6 separate regions of the Mus musculus genome follow, and all the other regions are linked to region 4. The links are chromatin contacts, called in public promoter capture Hi-C maps. All regions are on one chromosome and are shown on one strand. The core of a region is the stretch at or near the end of the contact, and the rest is flanking DNA. Distances in the headings are between cores, read along the strand shown.

The links. Promoter capture Hi-C pulls out the DNA fragments that hold promoters and counts their contacts.
Region 1: a contact with region 4 is called in a promoter capture Hi-C map of pre-B cells. The contact joins the promoter of Htatsf1 here to the promoter of Mospd1 in region 4. A contact is called at or near these places in 2 of 39 promoter capture datasets (cranial neural crest and pre-B cells).
Region 2: a contact with region 4 is called in a promoter capture Hi-C map of pre-B cells. The contact joins the promoter of Ints6l here to the promoter of Mospd1 in region 4. A contact is called at or near these places in 3 of 39 promoter capture datasets (the HPC-7 cell line, cranial neural crest and pre-B cells).
Region 3: a contact with region 4 is called in a promoter capture Hi-C map of pre-B cells. The contact joins the promoter of Slc9a6 here to the promoter of Mospd1 in region 4. A contact is called at or near these places in 3 of 39 promoter capture datasets (cranial neural crest, maxillary cranial neural crest and pre-B cells).
Region 5: a contact with region 4 is called in a promoter capture Hi-C map of pre-B cells. The contact joins the promoter of Rbmx here to the promoter of Mospd1 in region 4.
Region 6: a promoter capture Hi-C map of erythroid cells shows a contact between it and region 4, with 24 times the contacts expected there. The contact joins the promoter of Rbmx2 here to the promoter of Mospd1 in region 4. A contact is called at or near these places in 2 of 39 promoter capture datasets (erythroid cells and maxillary cranial neural crest).

Annotation. Positions count from the first base shown.
Region 1 is chrX:57,052,215-57,054,914 of GRCm38.p6, reverse strand. Htatsf1 (HIV TAT specific factor 1) reads right to left here and starts at 1,345. Exons shown (of 10, transcript NM_028242.2): 1 at 1,150-1,345; 2 at 717-961. The coding sequence starts at 905.
Region 2 is chrX:56,453,415-56,456,201 of GRCm38.p6, reverse strand. It overlaps Ints6l (integrator complex subunit 6 like), which reads right to left and starts at 1,363. Exons shown (of 17, transcript NM_172779.4): 1 at 886-1,363; 2 at 676-753. The coding sequence starts at 996.
Region 3 is chrX:56,608,479-56,611,178 of GRCm38.p6, reverse strand. It overlaps Slc9a6 (solute carrier family 9 (sodium/hydrogen exchanger), member 6), which reads right to left and starts at 1,344. Exons shown (of 16, transcript NM_172780.4): 1 at 992-1,344. The coding sequence starts at 1,319.
Region 4 is chrX:53,369,117-53,371,816 of GRCm38.p6, reverse strand. It overlaps Mospd1 (motile sperm domain containing 1), which reads left to right and starts at 1,258. Exons shown (of 6, transcript NM_001290514.1): 1 at 1,258-1,395.
Region 5 is chrX:57,391,652-57,394,351 of GRCm38.p6, reverse strand. Rbmx (RNA binding motif protein, X chromosome) reads left to right here and starts at 1,316. Exons shown (of 9, transcript NM_011252.4): 1 at 1,316-1,500; 2 at 2,654-2,700. The coding sequence starts at 2,677.
Region 6 is chrX:48,693,637-48,696,390 of GRCm38.p6, reverse strand. Rbmx2 (RNA binding motif protein, X-linked 2) reads right to left here and starts at 1,387. Exons shown (of 6, transcript NM_173376.3): 1 at 1,271-1,387; 2 at 956-1,071. The coding sequence starts at 1,275.

The DNA of each region.
Region 1 (2,700 bases), core at 96-2,595, 3.7 Mb before region 4:
AGTTTTGTGTGATTGCCTCTCCGGTCGCTTGTCGCGCTGTTAGTTCCCTTTGATGCCAAAGTTCCTATGAGGCTAAGACTAACAGAGTACAGTTACCATACAGTTTACAAGACCAGGTTCAACACCACTTGTGCTATTTCCATGTTGAAATTAAACACTTAGCAATTCCCAAGTACAAATGTATAGATCTCTTTCATTCATTTCCTGTGCATTCCTAGTCATATTCCTGTGGTTATAGGGTCCGAACTCAGATGCCCTGGAACAAAATTTAATAGATAAAACAAGAATCAAGAAAAGTTTCTTCAGTAGAGGTGAATGACACCTCTTCCACCCTGTAAATCAACAAGCTGCATTCTACACAAACATGTACAGGAAGCGTAAATTAAGTTTGGCTATACAGGATAAAAGTCTTACTAATGTGATTTCCTTGGTGTTCTTCCTCTGTGCAGTAAAAATATCAAGATAAAAACGAATTGTGACCTTCACATACATACACAAATTAATAAGGCACAAAAAAATCACTTAAGGCACCACCCTAAGATTTACTTTCCTTTATACATCGGGAATGCAATAGACTGAACCAATAGACTAGCCACCAACCACCGGTTCAGAGACCTAGTACTTCAGTGGAGCAAACAGAAGAGGAATGTCCCGCAAGGGCTGCCAGTGAACCCTATGGCCCCGCTCCGCAGTGGGACTCCGATACTCTTTCTTACCTTAGGGAACCAAGCCTTCTTATCAAGGTCCCACTCGTAAGGAGTGTCATCTGGTGGTTGTCCCAAAGAATGGGCTTCTCCAGAGGGCTCATTCTGGGTGTCACCTTCCTTGGGGTCTCCTCCATACAATTCTTGCATTCGCAATTGCTCATCAAACTCATCGTTCCCGCTCAAGTTGTTGCCACTCATGGTTCTCACGTAGTCCCGGACACCGCGGTCAGAGAAGTGAAGAGGCCGAGAGGGCGCTGGACAAGAGCAGAGAAAGAGAGGTCTGCAGAGCTTGGACTGTGCACTGCAACTCCCGGGCCGCCTCCCGCAGCGCCCCAGCAGACCCTGGGAAGTCTGCGAGGCACCGCCCAGACTCCGCCCTCCCGCCCGCCCCCCTCGTGCACGCCTGCGCCAACAAATGGTCAGCGCTGTCGCTGCCACCCACCTGGCGGGCTCCGCAGGGCCTCGCCGCCGCCGCTGCTGGGGCCAGGGCGAGGCGGAAGCGCGCAGGCGCGCTGTCACCGCTGCGGCCGGTTCCGGAGGCGCCACAGCTTCCTCCCCGCCACGTCAGGCAACGAGTTGAGAGCGAAGTCCCCCTCAGGCTGATGCAGTCGCCATTGTCCGCGCGGGTGGCAACGTAGCGGGTCGCGCCGACCCGCCCACGGGACGTCAAAGGTCCGCGACGCTTGCGCGGCCAGGGGGCGGGGCCTCGGAGCCCGGCTGCCGCCGCGTGTCTGTACTTATTGGGAACTGGCCTTTAGGGACGCAGCCTGCCGAAATGCATGGCACCTCGTTAACCTCGGGCTCCTCTGCGCTCCGGACGAGTTTGGCCGAAGCGATAGCCTGAAAAAGGACTCTTCCAGTAGAGCTGGCGCGGAATGGGCTTTGCGGCAGGCGCCATCTTGGGGAGGTGGGTGGGACCGTGGGACAAGTTTCTCCCGCTTCGCGAAACCTTGGCGCCTCCTTCGCGCAAATCCCCGCCCCTGCACTGGAGCCGAGGATTGTCTTATTTTTCGAATGCTTGTCCTTAGTGTACACGCGGGTTTTGTTCATCTTAGTAACCCAAACACATAACATGCTGTTTGGAGGTCTAGTGAAGCATGAGTTAACAAGCAGTGGGCAGAAGGCCCCATCACTTCCTAATCTCACCCCCCTTTTAGGCATCTGGTACCACCCTCTGGCTGCTGTAGGTGAGAGGAGCTTTTGCCTGCAGCTTACTGCAACGTGTCCGAGGTGTTCCAGACTGGAATTTGAAGCTTGAGTGTAAACATAACCCTATGGCCTCATTTCCTTGTGTCTTAGTAAGACAGCCAACAGTCTTCCAAGAAAAGCTGAGCTTTTTCCTTAGATGTTTCATGCACCTAGAAAAGGGAAGGGGTCCATATTTTTAGGACAGACAAGTATTTACTGAACTCCTATTAAGTGCCAGGCTTTGAGGGAGATTCTGAGGCAGCAGCTAAGACATGCACAAATCAAGGGCGGTTCAGTTATAGTTGGCGAACAATATGACAGGAGCACCAGATGCGGGAGAGCAGCAATTATTTTGTTTTAAGCATTTTTTAAATATTTTTATTAGGTATTTTCCTCATTTACATTTCCAATGCTATCCCAAAAGTCCCCCATACCCCTCCCCACTCCCCTACCCACCCACTCCCACTTTTTGGCCCTGGCATTCCCCTGTACTGGGGCATATAAAGTTTGTAAGTCCAAATGGCCTCTCTTTCCAGTGATGACTGACTAGGCCATCTTTTGATACATATGCAGCTAGAGACAAGAGCTCCAGGGTACTGGTTAGTTCATATTGTTGTTCCACCTATAGGGTTGCAGATCCCTTTAGCTCCTTGGGTATTTTCTCTAGCTCCTCCATTGGGGGCCCTGTGATCCATCCAATAGCTGACTGTGAGCATCCACTTATGTGTTTGCTAGGCCCTGGCAAAGTCTCACAAGAGACAGCTATATCAGGGTCCTTTCAGCAAAATCTTGCTAGTGTATGCAA
Region 2 (2,787 bases), core at 114-2,613, 3.1 Mb before region 4:
TGCATAGGCTAAGCAGTTCCGAGCTAGTGGTGGCACAGGAGGGGCGGGGGCCAGAGCCTCGAATGCAAAGGAGCTGCTCTGGGAGGCCAGCGCTAGTGCAGCCCGGCATTTGGCAGGAAGAGGAGGGGAAGATGCGGTGAAGGAGAAACGGACCGGAGCGGGAGGAGGGAGAGGAAGCCCAGGCGGGGCGGGCCGAGGGATGGAAGGAGGGACCAGAGGAGGAGCTCGGGCGGCAGCAAAGCCCGCGCGGGGCTAAGAGAACATCGGGGCGGAGTCCCAGGCGAAGGGGCCGCAGCCTCACCATGGGCCTCGAGCCCTCCTTCCTCGGCCTCCTCCCCTCCCTCCTTTCCATCTCAGCAGCGCCCTCACCCTGCCTCTGGCTGCCTCATACAAAAGCAAAATGTCCGCCATCTTCGGAGGCGATTGCTGCAGCCGTGCTAGGAACTCGGCCCTCCAGTGCCTTCTCTACACCGGCTGCTCATCTCCGGGCCCCTCTCTGCGACCCCCGACCGCCGCCACCCGCCCTGCTCCTCCTGCCCTTCGGCGCTCCTCACTGCAGCCCGTCCCGCAGGGCGACGCAGGATCGCCACGGGTGGAGGCAAAAGGGATCAGCAGCCCCAGGCTAGTGGACGCGCACGCTCTTCCCGCCCACCGCTCCCCCGCTGGCCTGTTTACCTTGATGCAGTAGGGAGGCTCATCGTAGGTGACCAGCATGTACCTGTCTCCGCGGCTGGCTGGGTCCCGGGCGCGCAGCTGCGGGGCGAGGGATGACGGGGGGGTCGCGTAGGAAACGAGGGGAAGCGATACAAACGTTACAGAAGCACCTCAGTCCAACCCACCCATCCCACAGAAGCGACCCCTTCATCTCCTTTCCCCTCCTTTTACCTTCAAGAATAACTCCACAGCGCCTTTAGCAATGTCCAAATAGGAGGTGCCCAGGTCAGTGCGCTGGTTCATGGAGGCGGACGTATCTATGAGGAACAGCAGGATGGGCATCTTCCACTACACCCCTGGTTCTGGTCCCCACTCTCCCAGTCCCTTTTCCCTCAATGCCACGTATGGCTACCCAAATCCTGAACTCTCGCAGAGCCAGGGAGCAAGAGGAAAAGTGGGAAACGGGATGGGATAGATGGGACCGCTCCTGGCCTCTTTCTGCAGCCCCAACTCCTCTCCCTCCAAGGGAACTTGAAAGTGTGAGTGTGTCGGTCTCCGGGCCGTCTCTCTTCCCCTCTTCTGCCACCACTACTGCCCGCCGCCGCTGCCGCTGCCAGGACTACTGCCTAAGCATCCGTCCACGCTCACTAGAGCGCTCGCCCCAGACTGAGAGCCCTCTCTGTTCACTGACACAACTTCTGTCTGCTCACCTACCATCAGCACCATGTGACTAGAACACACGCCATTGGCTGCCAATTATGTTTAATTTACATATTCATTAGATGACTGGGTAAAGGGAGGGACTTGGGCCAAGCTTGAGGGTTGTAGTTTGGAACCCATGCTGGAGGTAAGGGGCGGGGGAGTAAAGGACCTTCTTCAAGCTCAGATTCTCCTTTAAAGGATTTAGAAGCCTTTAGGGTAATTTGTTTGGTCGTTTGGATGGATTTTCTTTCGTGCTTCAAAGATGGTAATTCGAAAGGAAAGGAGAATTGGGCAACAGTTGCATAGAAACAGATGTTTAGGCAGGCTTCACACAAAACATAACTACAATCAATCAATCCTGCCAGTGGCTAAGACCAAAACATTTCAGTAGCAGCAAACTTCTTTCCTAGCCAGACTTGCTCAAATTCCCTTAGATTAGTCCCTCTTCCTGATCAGTGTTTACATGTCGTTTTCTTGGTTGGTTCAGCTACTTAAAAAGGAAGCTGCCGCGGAAACGTTACCCTAAGCTGTCCTTTTGTAAGGACAGGCTCTCTCAGGCTTTGAAACATTGACCAGCCTGTGATACTTAAACTCCTGTGGGGACTGTGCGGCCTTTATCCATGGCTGATATCCTGCTTCAACTCAGGTTCATTGAACGTCCACAAAAGTGCTAGGCACCTGAAGTAGGCGTTCAATCATTGAAATATGTAGGGTCGATGGTACTGAAATTTAATTTTCAGTAGAGGGAAGTTGCCAATGCTGGCTCCATGTAAGTACTTGGTAACTGGTCAACTATACTTGGCTTTCCACTGCATATGACTCAATTTTTAAACTTGTATCTCAGGCTGGTCCTGAACTCCTCAGCATATCCTACAAGCGTGTGCTATGCCAACTACTGTGACATTATTTTTAATATAGAGTATGAGGTAGTGTTGCAGCATAGGAGTACGATGTTTGCCCAGCTCCTGTGAGGCGCTGAGTTTGAGTCTCCTACAACACTGATGATGGCGATAATGATGATAATGATACAGAGTATTTCTAGCAATGTGCTGTACACAAGTTAGACTCTTGAGCTTCAATGAGTATACAATTTTAATACAATGTGAAGATCACATATATATCTGCAAATGTTTTCTATATTGTTTGTAGATATCCTGTGTATATGTTCTACATGATTGATATATATTATGTTTTCTCAGAAATAAGACCAAAAATGGTGATGCAAGTAAAAACAGCGAGGCAGCACTTGCCTGTGGTCTAGAAGTTCAGAAGATTTCATGGGCAAAGAACAAGGTGTAAAAGAGGGAATCTGGCTTAGGAGGAATGGTGTGAACAAGAGTCCGCCAGAGACCACTCTATGTGTGATGAAGACCAGCTTACTGAAATATATAGAATGACTTGGGAATTAAAGATGGAAAGACATCAAACTTC
Region 3 (2,700 bases), core at 95-2,594, 3.2 Mb before region 4:
TCTCTCTGTCTCTTTCTCTTTTTCTCCGCCCCCCACCCCCTATGTATCATCTGTCCCTCCCCCAACACACACACACACACACACACACACACACACACAGATAAATAACCTCAAAAGAAAACACAGTGAATGAAGAACCAAAATCATTTACACAGCAATTGATCAATAACCTCATGCCAACAGCAAGTCACCCGTATGCATATGCATGAAGGTTCGTAATTACCACTTGGCTGGCCAATTCTCATCATATGGTACGTAACATGCGGCTGGAAGAACCATAACTCTTACTAGTCCTCACTTTCATAAGCCTGAATCCAAAGGGTCAACCCTAAGGCTCCCCATCAGGTGTAGTATAATAAATGAGGACAATATTTAAAATGCCCTAAGCCTTCTGTAGCCTACTTCAGGTTTTTAGTTTGTGTGGGTCCCACGGGAGTAAGGTTATCATTTGCACCTAGAAAGGCGGCATAGCAAAAGCTGGGCAATAAGTAAAGGTCGACTCTGGTTCCAAATGAATGCCAGATGCTGGCAGTACAGCTACTACTGCAGCTTCAACGAACCTTAAACAAACTGACACCCCAGAGACAGAGATTGCAAAGATGTCTTCCCCGCCCCCAGCCCCATCCCATCCACCGCACCCGACTCTCTTTCCCACATCCTCTACACCCACCCGTCCTGCTCCCCAACTTGGAAGGCAGAGAAGGGGCAGCAGGGAGCTGAGAAAAAGGGGGTGGGGTCGGAGGCGAAAACAGCAAGGAGAGCCAGACAAAATGGGGAGGCGAGGCTGAGAACGAGATAGGAAAAATGGGGGGCGTAGCAGAAATAAAAGGGGGTGAGCCAGAGAAACGGAGGACGATTTAAGGCGAGGTGGAAAACGAAATGAGAAGGGGAGCAGAATGTAGGCCGAGCAGGACCAGGACAGGAGGTGAAGGAACCGGCAAGCAGAGAAAGGGACCGTGCCAGCTAGGGGACAGGGGTCCAAGTCACTTGCCATAAATCATAGCAAGGCCGGTTTCGTGCAGGAAGCGGGCCCGGCGGTGCTTGAAGAGCCAGATCGTCAGAATGGTGAGGGTGAGCAGCAGGATGAAGATGAGCAGGTTGGCGCTGTCCTGCCGATGGCTCTCCTCCGCCTGCTTCTCGGACACGATCTCCTCGTCCATGGCTCTGGTCGTTCCCCCGGAGCCGTCCAGAGCCCCGGTCCAGCCAAAGAAGCTCACTGCGAAGAGCAACCAAAGGGGCCGCATGAGCGGACGCGCCCGGGGCCCGCAGACGCCACGGCGAACGGGCGCCAGCCGCCAGCCGCGCCGAGCCCCAGCCATGTCTTCCCCCCACCCCCTGCCCCCCGCCCCTCTCCTCACCCGCAGCCGCCCGTGGCCCGACCACTCCCCGTGGGCTCACGGGAAAGGGGCGGGGCTAGAGCCCAGCCGGCGGTGCAGGCACCGCCCAGCAGGGCCTCCACTCTTAAAGTGACAGCCACAGCTCCCGCCTGCCTGTCCCCATTCTTTGGCTTGTCTACCCACCTACAGGCACGCCTAGAGCTCAGTCCCAAAGTGAAAACTTATCGAATCTAATCCACTGTTTTCCTCTGAAGAAACACGGGGCCAGTGTCATCAGAAGCAGGTTGCACGCTCTCCACTTGGGTTCAATTCTGACAGCTGGGAAGGGGACAGAAATCGATCTTCATAACCCATCTGGATATCGTCCCCCAGTGTCTCTTAAAGGCATAAGAAGTTGTCCCCATGGGAGTGGCCTTAAACTCCAGCTCTGTAATTTAAATCGGGATCCCCTTATTCTGCCCTTATTGGGGAAACAGTAACACTGTAAGAGTTCAAAAAAGAATTCACACAAAGGCATGGATCATAGATGTAGCTGTATAATCGGGTTTTCTTTGGATGTCAATGTTTAATATATGTCATCCATCATCAGGAATGAACACATAGGTTCATCAGCCTTGCAAAGAGTAGGCAATCAAGTTTGTGCTCAGATTTACCTCAGAGCTGTGCTACCTTGGAGAAGAAATCTTTGCTGGTACAGGGCTTTTGCCTCCCCTGTTGTCTTTTTTACTGTTACTTTAAGGCAAATTTCACCGCTTCTTACCCATTTGACTCCTTACCTTTCATTTCCCTTTCCCCAAAGAGGAATTTCTGCAGATCCCTCTAGAACTCATGAGGCAAGATTTTCACAGCTCACCTCCATAGTTGAGCTGTGCTTGGGGACTTTTTCAGAGTCTCCATACTTGCGGGCTCACTCCTTAGGTGAGTTAGGCTTCGTTTTATCTAGACTTTCACTTCTACACGAATAAGCTACACATTTCAAGCCCTGGCCTGCCACTGTTCCTTAAGGCCTCTATCTGTTGGGTAGTGAGTCTATCCTCTAAATTAGCTTATTCTTTCCTCTCTGAATATATATCCTTCCTCAAAGCCTTCATGACATCAGCAGTACTATTTACTATCTATCCCAACCCTGCCATTTTGTATATAGCATACCATTTTGAAACCTTTTCATCTCAGGGCCACATCACCCAACAACAACTACAAGCCACCCTGGTCTGTGAGGATAGCGAACTGGATGCCTCTTCCTTAACAAACTGCTTAAGCTCTGTGAGGATAGCGAACTTCAGGGAAATCAAAACAACTCTGGAATGGTTGTCCTGTGTGACTGGCCAGGAATATTTTTTCCAACAATAACGGCCCATTCTTT
Region 4 (2,700 bases), core at 9-2,508:
CGTTCTTATGGAAGATTCTGAAAGGTTAGTTGGGAAAGTGACATTTCCCCTGGATCCTGAAAGATAGGTGTTCAAAAGACAGATAAGAGCATTGCACAAAGTCTGTGAGTAAAGGTCTCAGAGCCTAGGGCCCAAGTGATATCTACTGTTATAGACCCATTGATTAAGAGTAATGAGGAAGGTTTTGGGTCTTATACTTGTGCAGAGGGTACCCTTGGACCGTATTGTTCCTTTTTGAACATAATTAAGTTTGAATTTTGAAGTGTTTTCCATTTCATTTACTTTTCTTTTTTGAGACAGGGTTTCTCTATCCTGGCTGTCTTGTGTCCAGCACACTGGGTCTTGCTAGGTAGGCCAGGCTGCTGAGATATGAAGTCCTTGGGGTCTTTGGGACTTTGCCCCTTTGGTGCTTGACTTAACAGTTGTCCATTGTTCCTAGCCGAAAAGTCTTTTCTCTCTCATTTGTTGTTTGCTTGGTGTTGAGATGGGGTCTCATATATAAGCAGGCTGGCCTCAGTCTCAAAGATCTACTGCTTCCCCTTCTAAGTGCTAGGATTAAAGCCCTGTAGCAGCATACCTGCCTGAAAGACTCTAAGAATAGAGTACAGACCTGAGAATAGAGATTTCCCCTTTAAAAGTCAATTGTTATTTTGTAACTCAAATTTGTCTTAACTCAGGATCCTCCTGCCTCAGCCTTTGAATACTGGGATTATAGTCTTGTTCTACCATGCCAGGCTTGAAAAGCTTTAAGTAGAACAGCAGGGTCACCTATACCTTAGACTGAGCCAACTGGATTGCTGTCTGGGCAATAGTTTAGACAAAGTAACAGTAGAAAGAATGAATCCAAATAGGAAGCTACTGTAGCAGCATGAACAAATCCTGAACAGTCTGCTTTGCGCCGATGATAGAGTGGAGAAAGAGAGCTAGTGCTTAATACAGAGTCTCAGAGGAAGAGTCACAAGCCTTGGGTATTCATTGTATGGAATGCATTCTGAGTTGGGGAGAGGAGTGAATGAGGCAGACGTCAAAGGTCACCACCAAATGAGTGCAAAGAGATTGCACTCAGAGAAAGCCTCTAATCCTCTGGGGGCGGGTGAGGGGGGCGGAGGAAAAGGAGGGGCGGCCAGAGGACAAAGGAAGTAGTTTGAAGCATAGAGAAGGAAGAAACCCCAGAAGCCAGGTGGCAACACAGAAGCCCCGCCCCCGGCTAGACCCCGCCCCGGGCCCGCCTTTCCTTCCTCTTCTCACCCACCCCCCAGTTGCGACTCATCCTCCTGGGCGGGGAGAGGTGGCAGTCGAGTCCTCCCATATCCCAGCAGGCAGTGCAGTCTGGAGACTCTGACAAAGGAGCAGGGAGCAGTCGCAGCTGCTTTCCGAGGAGCCAGTGTTGCTGAGGTGAGAGTCCCTCAATGTCCCGTCACCCACTTTCTCTGACTTGCGGGGAAGACATGGAACTTACATGGCTGAGACCTCCCCCTCCGGTGTAGACAATGCCAGTACCCGTAGCCAGAGCTTGGCTCTGTGACTGACAGCAGGGCTGTTCAGTGCCGGGCTAAGGTGGGTGGCGGGGACCGGGCAGCGGGTCCACCGTTCTTGGACTGTTGGTGGCCCTTCTGCAGGGTCTCCAGGGCCAGCAGAGTTGTGTAGCTACCCCTGCCTAGACGAAGGCAGCCTCCGAAACCTCCCGCTGCCTGCCCGACAAGAGTTCAGTTGCCTTGGGGATGCAGCTCTAGGGACAACTCTTTGGCGGACATTGCCTGGAGGGCTGTGGGAGGGAAGTCAGTCGACTACCTAGTTTGGGATGACCCTGTCCTCGCCCTTCCTGCAGTTCAGCCGTTCCCCCCCGCGAGCAACTGGACGGAAACGGGGCGGGGGGCGACCGGAGCCAGGCGTCCCAGGATGGCTTTGCCTGAAGGGGCATGAAGGAAAGTAGAGAGACTGGGAGGGAGGGTGGTTGGTGGTCGAAGCAAGTATCTTCTTGGAATTACATAGGGGAGAAAGGAGGTAAGTGGCCTGTATCCTTACCCCTCCCTGGACCTCTGCACAGATCCTGATGGTTGCACCAGCTGCTCAGCTGTAAACAGGCTCACATGACCAGTTTCACATGGAGCCGGGTAGTGTGGAGATAGGGCTGTAAAGGCTGGGCCCCAAGCAGGTGGGGCTGGTCTTAGGCAGGAAGGTTTTAGCCCCTCCCTAGACCTCAGCCCTTAATCTTCTGCTGTTTCCCTCTGGGGAAAGTAACTGACATTTGTCTTTCTCTCACTGAAGTAGCATTGCTGTGCTAGTAGAATGGAAGGAAAGTTCACTTGGGAAAGCCACAGGGCAAGTAAGAAGTGCAAAGGGTCCTAGTATTTTGTCCTTTAAGGACATTTTAAGAGAAAGTAACCCTGAAAAAAAGTTCAAGTTCCTAAATTTTGCCTAAAAGGCAGTCCTGTTCTATTGGAACACTTTTTGTTTTTAATGTGAATTCCAGACAGGAGAAAGTCTACTCTTTTCGGGAAAGGCACACATGGGATTTAATACATTCTTAGTGACGAAAATCTTGTCCACACTTCCTGTAAGTATTAGGAAAGCTCTTTGTGTATAAAATACTACAGTCAGGAAATTGAGTAAGGAGTAGACAGCCAGCTTTTCAATTACACGTATATTTCATATATTTGGTATAGATCGGTGGTAAGTTTGGAGAACAGGAAACATGGC
Region 5 (2,700 bases), core at 67-2,566, 4.0 Mb before region 4:
CTCTACATCCAGCCTCGTGGACTGAGGAACTTCTGGGTTCATAGTCAGTCATTGTCGCATTACCTGGTCCACAGTCTGTAAGTCATTCTAATAAATCTTTCCACATATCTCATATATATTTGATTTTGAATTGAATTTTTGTTATGTATCAGAAACCTTTTATTATTGCCACTTTTACTACTATGCCCACATTCAATTCTATCACCCCATATGAGGAAATATGATCCATAGTATAAAAGGCTGGTATCTAAAATCGTTTTTCTTGGGAGGCAAAGACAGGGATCTCCAGCCTGGTCTGCAGAGCAAGTTGTAGGACAGCCAGACAGGAACAGAAAAAGAAAAAAGGAAAAAGGAAAGAAAAGAAATGAAAAGAAAATCCCCTCTAGGTTAAATTGTTATTTTTCTTTCACAAGCAGATAAAAATTTAGAATGCAGAACCTGGTCTGGTAGCTCATGCCTGTAATTCCAGCACTTGGAAATCTGAGGCAGGATCAGAGCTGTGAATTCCAAGACCACTCTCAGCCTGACTGGTACTGTCTCAAAACACAAAACAAATTAAGAATGCTCACTTAAAGTTCAAGCATGCTTGGTAGCATTTTTTTTTTTTTGTTTGGTTTGGTGTTTGAGACAGACTCTAACAAAGCCAGTCTGTGCTGAAACGCGTAACTGCCCTACTTCAGCGTCCCAAATACTGGGATGAAATGTGTGGGTAAGCACTCCCAACTATCGTCAGGGATTTTTGTTTGACAGTCTTAACCCCGAGGCACCTGACTCTGGTCTCACTTGCACAGAAATCAAGTAGGTACTCAGTAATCGTTCTATATGAATGATATTTTTGTAATGTCATCAAGTTCTGTTTTCACTTAACACTTACTTAACAGATTCTTCCAATGTATTACTTATTGCTCAAGAAAATTTAGCCAGTTATTGAGTATCAACGAAACTTCTTTGTTTCTTATTTCTATAACGTTGGCATTCTACCGTTTTTTCACATTGCTTTTGGAATTAGGATTTTCATGCAAAAGTAAAAGTTTTGCGCCTTGTTTGACCTAATAGGTTGCTCAATAAATTTACTTCTCTAGTCAATAAATCCCGTCCAGTGTTTTAGCATATTTAGCGAAGCTAAAAGGCGCCTTGGAGGAGAATGGATGGGGGCAGGGCAAACGGTTAAAATCCGGCACCGGCCAGAACTTTAAGAGACACAGGAAAGAGGCGGAGTGACTAGTGAATGACAAAGGGAACAGCCAATGAAGAATCTGGGAACCACTCCCTCCCCTCCCTTCGTGCTTCAAATTCTAAGCTTAATTTCCATCCGGGTTCTTCAGCCTCGTTCCCGGGTAGTATAAAGATTGCAGTCTCCTTTGTTCGCCCTCGTTGCGCAGTCGTCCTAGCGTCATTTCTGTTCCGTTCTGAAAATCGGTAGCTGTCACTGGTGCGGCGCTGCTCGGGAGGTCCGGTCGGCGAGCTCAGAGGAGCTTGAGACCGTCGCAGTCCCCTCGGGTAGGACTTTCCTTTCCTTGGCCTGTTTTCCATACAGACTTGTTAGAGCTGGATGTCATTTGTTTCCCGGGAGATAGTGGCGGCGGGCGCCATTTTAAGACACCCAAAGGTGTCAACCTATTTAAAGCAGAAGGGGTGGAAGCAGCACATTATGGGGTCAGTTATCTGAGTGCGTCTCCCGGAGGTTTGGCTGTCCCCTGTCGCGGGAGGGCGGAGGGCGCAGCTTTGTAGGTGGGGCGGGACGTGCTGGGACCGCGGGAGTAACACCAGAATAGCGTCCGTGCTAATGATAGGCTGGTGGACTTCTGAGGCTTCCTCTGGTCCTTGGCGGCAAGGAGAGGAAGCTTTCTGAGTTTTCGCTGCAACTGTCAATGCAAAAGTTAGTTCGTCCGGAGGCTGTTGGTGGTTCTGGGTTCGTTCCAAGTGTCGCCATTTTGTCTTTAACACGCGGTTTTTAATGAGTCTTAATTAGGTGTCAGGACTGGAAAAGAGTGTTAAGAGTGTGTGATTCTGAGTTCCGTTATCTTCGGACTCTGGCACTTTTTCTTTTCGATCGGATAACTAACAATCTTTCGTTGGGCTAGATGCAGCGACTTTGTCCTAAGGTAGAGATTTGTCCCTAAACTTAACTAGGGAATCTAAATGTGGAAAGGGCTTGCTCCTTACTTGGTGTGTCTGGCTGGTGACCTTGAATGAATAGGAAGTCTTTTATACCTTTGGCTTCGGGTTGGGGGCGGTGGGGCGGATAGCAAGTAGGTTGATAGGTAACGGAATGTTTTAAAGATAAGAGATCAAGACCATAGCCAGGTGTGGTGGCCCCCTTCTGTTAATTCCTGCACTCTAAGGTTGCAATCTTATATTAAAAGTAAAATACATTTAAAAGTAGCCTTTTTAAGTGTTGAGTAGCTCTTCATTGACTAAAAGCAGGGCAGATGAAGATGGTAAATTAGGCAGGCCCTTTTAACCCTGTTAATGAAAATTGCGCTGCACTGTTAGCCAAAGTATTTCAATTGATTTTCTACCACACTTGAGGTTTATTGGTATCTTTAGTTACTAAAGAATAAAGATTTTAACAAAACATGAGCCATAATTAAGCTGTTCAATAAACTTTGGGGACTTTCTACAGAGAGATAATAATACCATTTTTCAGCAGACCCCCATCGGTTAAGAGGAAAAATGGTTGAAGCAGATCGCCCAGGA
Region 6 (2,754 bases), core at 138-2,637, 4.7 Mb after region 4:
AGAGAACAGAAAGAAAGGGAGAGGTGGGGCTCAGCGAGGCCTCAGAGCAGCAGGTAGACTTAGGGCGGACATCAGCACCACCTGCACTGGGGATCATTTCCCTCCCGTGTCCCTAGCGTGTCTGGCGGTGACTGAGCTTTCCTGACAGGTGTCTACTGGCCAGATGACTTAAAGCTCTGTTGGATTATGTCTGAAGGAAGGGGCACACTAGTATGTAACATGTAGGTTTCCTGAAAATGTCCTGGTATCTACCCAGGGCCAGGGGTGTACTCCAGACTCTATTCTTTTCATCAGAAGTAGCTTTCCCTGATCCTGTCACATTTTCAGGTGGCCTTTCAAATGTTCAGCCGGAGTAAAGCTAATTTTGAATCAAGCCTTAATGTCTTCAAATCCAGCTAATGTCTGACCAGGTACATCACGGTACAGCTAAGGACTAGGAGCAGAAGCCCAGGAGAGGAGAAAAATCATTGTGAGGAAGGGCAGACACACACACGATCGGTATGTGACCGTGACGAAGAGCACAAGCCCCACAGTTTTGAAGTGCTGCAGCATGTGACCTTAAGCAAGTCCAGTAACCTGTCTGCGCCTCCGTTTCTTTGACATCGTGATAGGTTGACTGTGGAATGAACTGTCTCTGAGCAGCCAAGTAGCAAGGTTTTGAATAGAATGAAAGGCAAATACCAATTCTAAGAAGCGCTGAAGGCAACTGAAAAGTGGACCTGTGAGCAGAGGAGCTTCCAGAGTGTGAGGTGATGAGCTTGTTCAGAAGCGATGACCAGGGGCACTAAATAACCGGGGGAGGGGGCATAGGGAGGAGAGGGGAAGGGGTGGAGAGAGGAGAGGAGAGGGATGAGGAGGGGAGGGGAGGGGAGAGGGATGGAGAGGGATGGGGAGGGGAGGGGAAGGGACGGGGCGGACTCTGAAAGGCACTGCTGGAGAAAAATGGGGACCTCACCAACAAAGATCCAGGCGCTGTGCTTGTATTCCGAGTGCCAAGACACCTTTTCCGCCACTCCAAGTTGAACCTCTCGCTCATTCAGTTCATTGATCAGCTTCACCTTAGTCAGAGGGCTGCGCGGGTGGCAGGCAAGCCGGTAAGTGCGATAAGTACTTTTCCTCCCAGCCCGCCCTCTCCCTACCGAGCTTCTCCCGCCCGGAGGCCCGGAGGGCGAGGACCGGTCCCCGCCCTTTCTGGGCGGCCATCCTCAAGCCACTCTCCCTTCCGCGGAGAACACTCCCGCCCCTATCCGCAGAGAAACAGAATCCTTACTTCATATTCGCATCTTCGCGCGGCTCGCTTCAGACGACAACAGCTTCCGGGTGAGGCTCCAAAGCGCTCCCGCGACCCGAACACCCAGCTCAGATTGGAGCACGGGGCCCGCGAGGCGGAACTTCCGCCGGAAGTTCCGGCCCGCTAAGCCCTGGCGCCTGCGCAGTAAGGTGAAGGTGCTTTCTCAGGCATTCGCTCCTGTGGAGGGACAGTTCCCAAGTCAGTCCCCGCCCCCTTTTTGATGGAGAGCGATGGGGGGACCCTGTGTTCCTCTGCCAGTCGGAATTAAATGCCCACGTATAAACAAGCAGGCAAAAATTAGCATTGTCAAACTAGTACCTATCAACTAAAGAGTTAGAGAACTTAAAGGTTGTGAATGAGAGACAATTTATGCACGTTATCTCTGTTAGATCTCAAACCCCAGGCTAAGGCTCACACCATTGGCTCCTCCCAGCACTCCTCACCCTGCCCCTACCCTAAACCTCTGCCTCCCAGGGGGCGGCTCACTTTCTGCCATTTGCATTTTTCATTCAATCTCTTGTTTGTTTCCTTGTGTAGCCTTAGCTGTCTTGGAACTCGCTCTGTAGACCAGGCTGACCGCCCAACAACCCCATGAAATACAGTTACCATCCCCATTTTACAGAGGAAAAAAACTGAGCTTCAAAAAAATTAGCTTGAAGGTCTAGAGAGGTGGCTCAGTGGTTAAGACCATTTGCTGATTTTTTTCCAGAGAACCTGCACCCAAAACAGGTGGCTCACAACTCCAACTTCAGAAGATCCTCCTCTGGCCTCTGTGGGCACTTGCACTCACATAATTTCTGTCTTCTTCAGATAGAAATTCAGTTTTTCCAGCATATTTCTTAAGTAGGTTATTTTTTTCCCAATATATGTTTTTGCTTCCTTTGTCAAAAATTAAATAGGAATAGCTTTGGCATTTTATTCTGGATTCTCTTATTCTATTTCATTGATATTAATGTCTACTTTTATAGCAATACCAGGCTGTCCTTATGACTATAGGTCTATAGTAAAATTTGAGGTCAGGTCCTATAATGCTATCAGCATTGTTCTTATTCCTTGGGATTTCTTTTCTACCTATTGTCTTTTGTAGTTCCATATCAATTCTTGTGTTATTTTTCTAAACCTGTGAAATACATCAGAATTTTGAAAGGTGTTGCATGAAATCTGCAAATTAATTTTGGAAGTATACCCATTTTCACAATATTTATTCTACCAATTCAGAAGCATGGAACTCTCTTTTTCCCCCTGAGACGTGGTCTCACTATAGAGCTTGTGACTCTCCTGGCATTCACTTTGTAGAGCGGGCTGGCCTGAAATTCACAGAGATCCACCTGTCTCTGCCTCCCAAATGTTGTGGTTAGAGGCAGTATGGAACTCTTAAGGTAAGAGACAACATGTAATATTCTCTTTTGAGGCTGATCAGAATATTACGTCTCCATCATTAGGGCCAGAGGTAGAACTCAGAA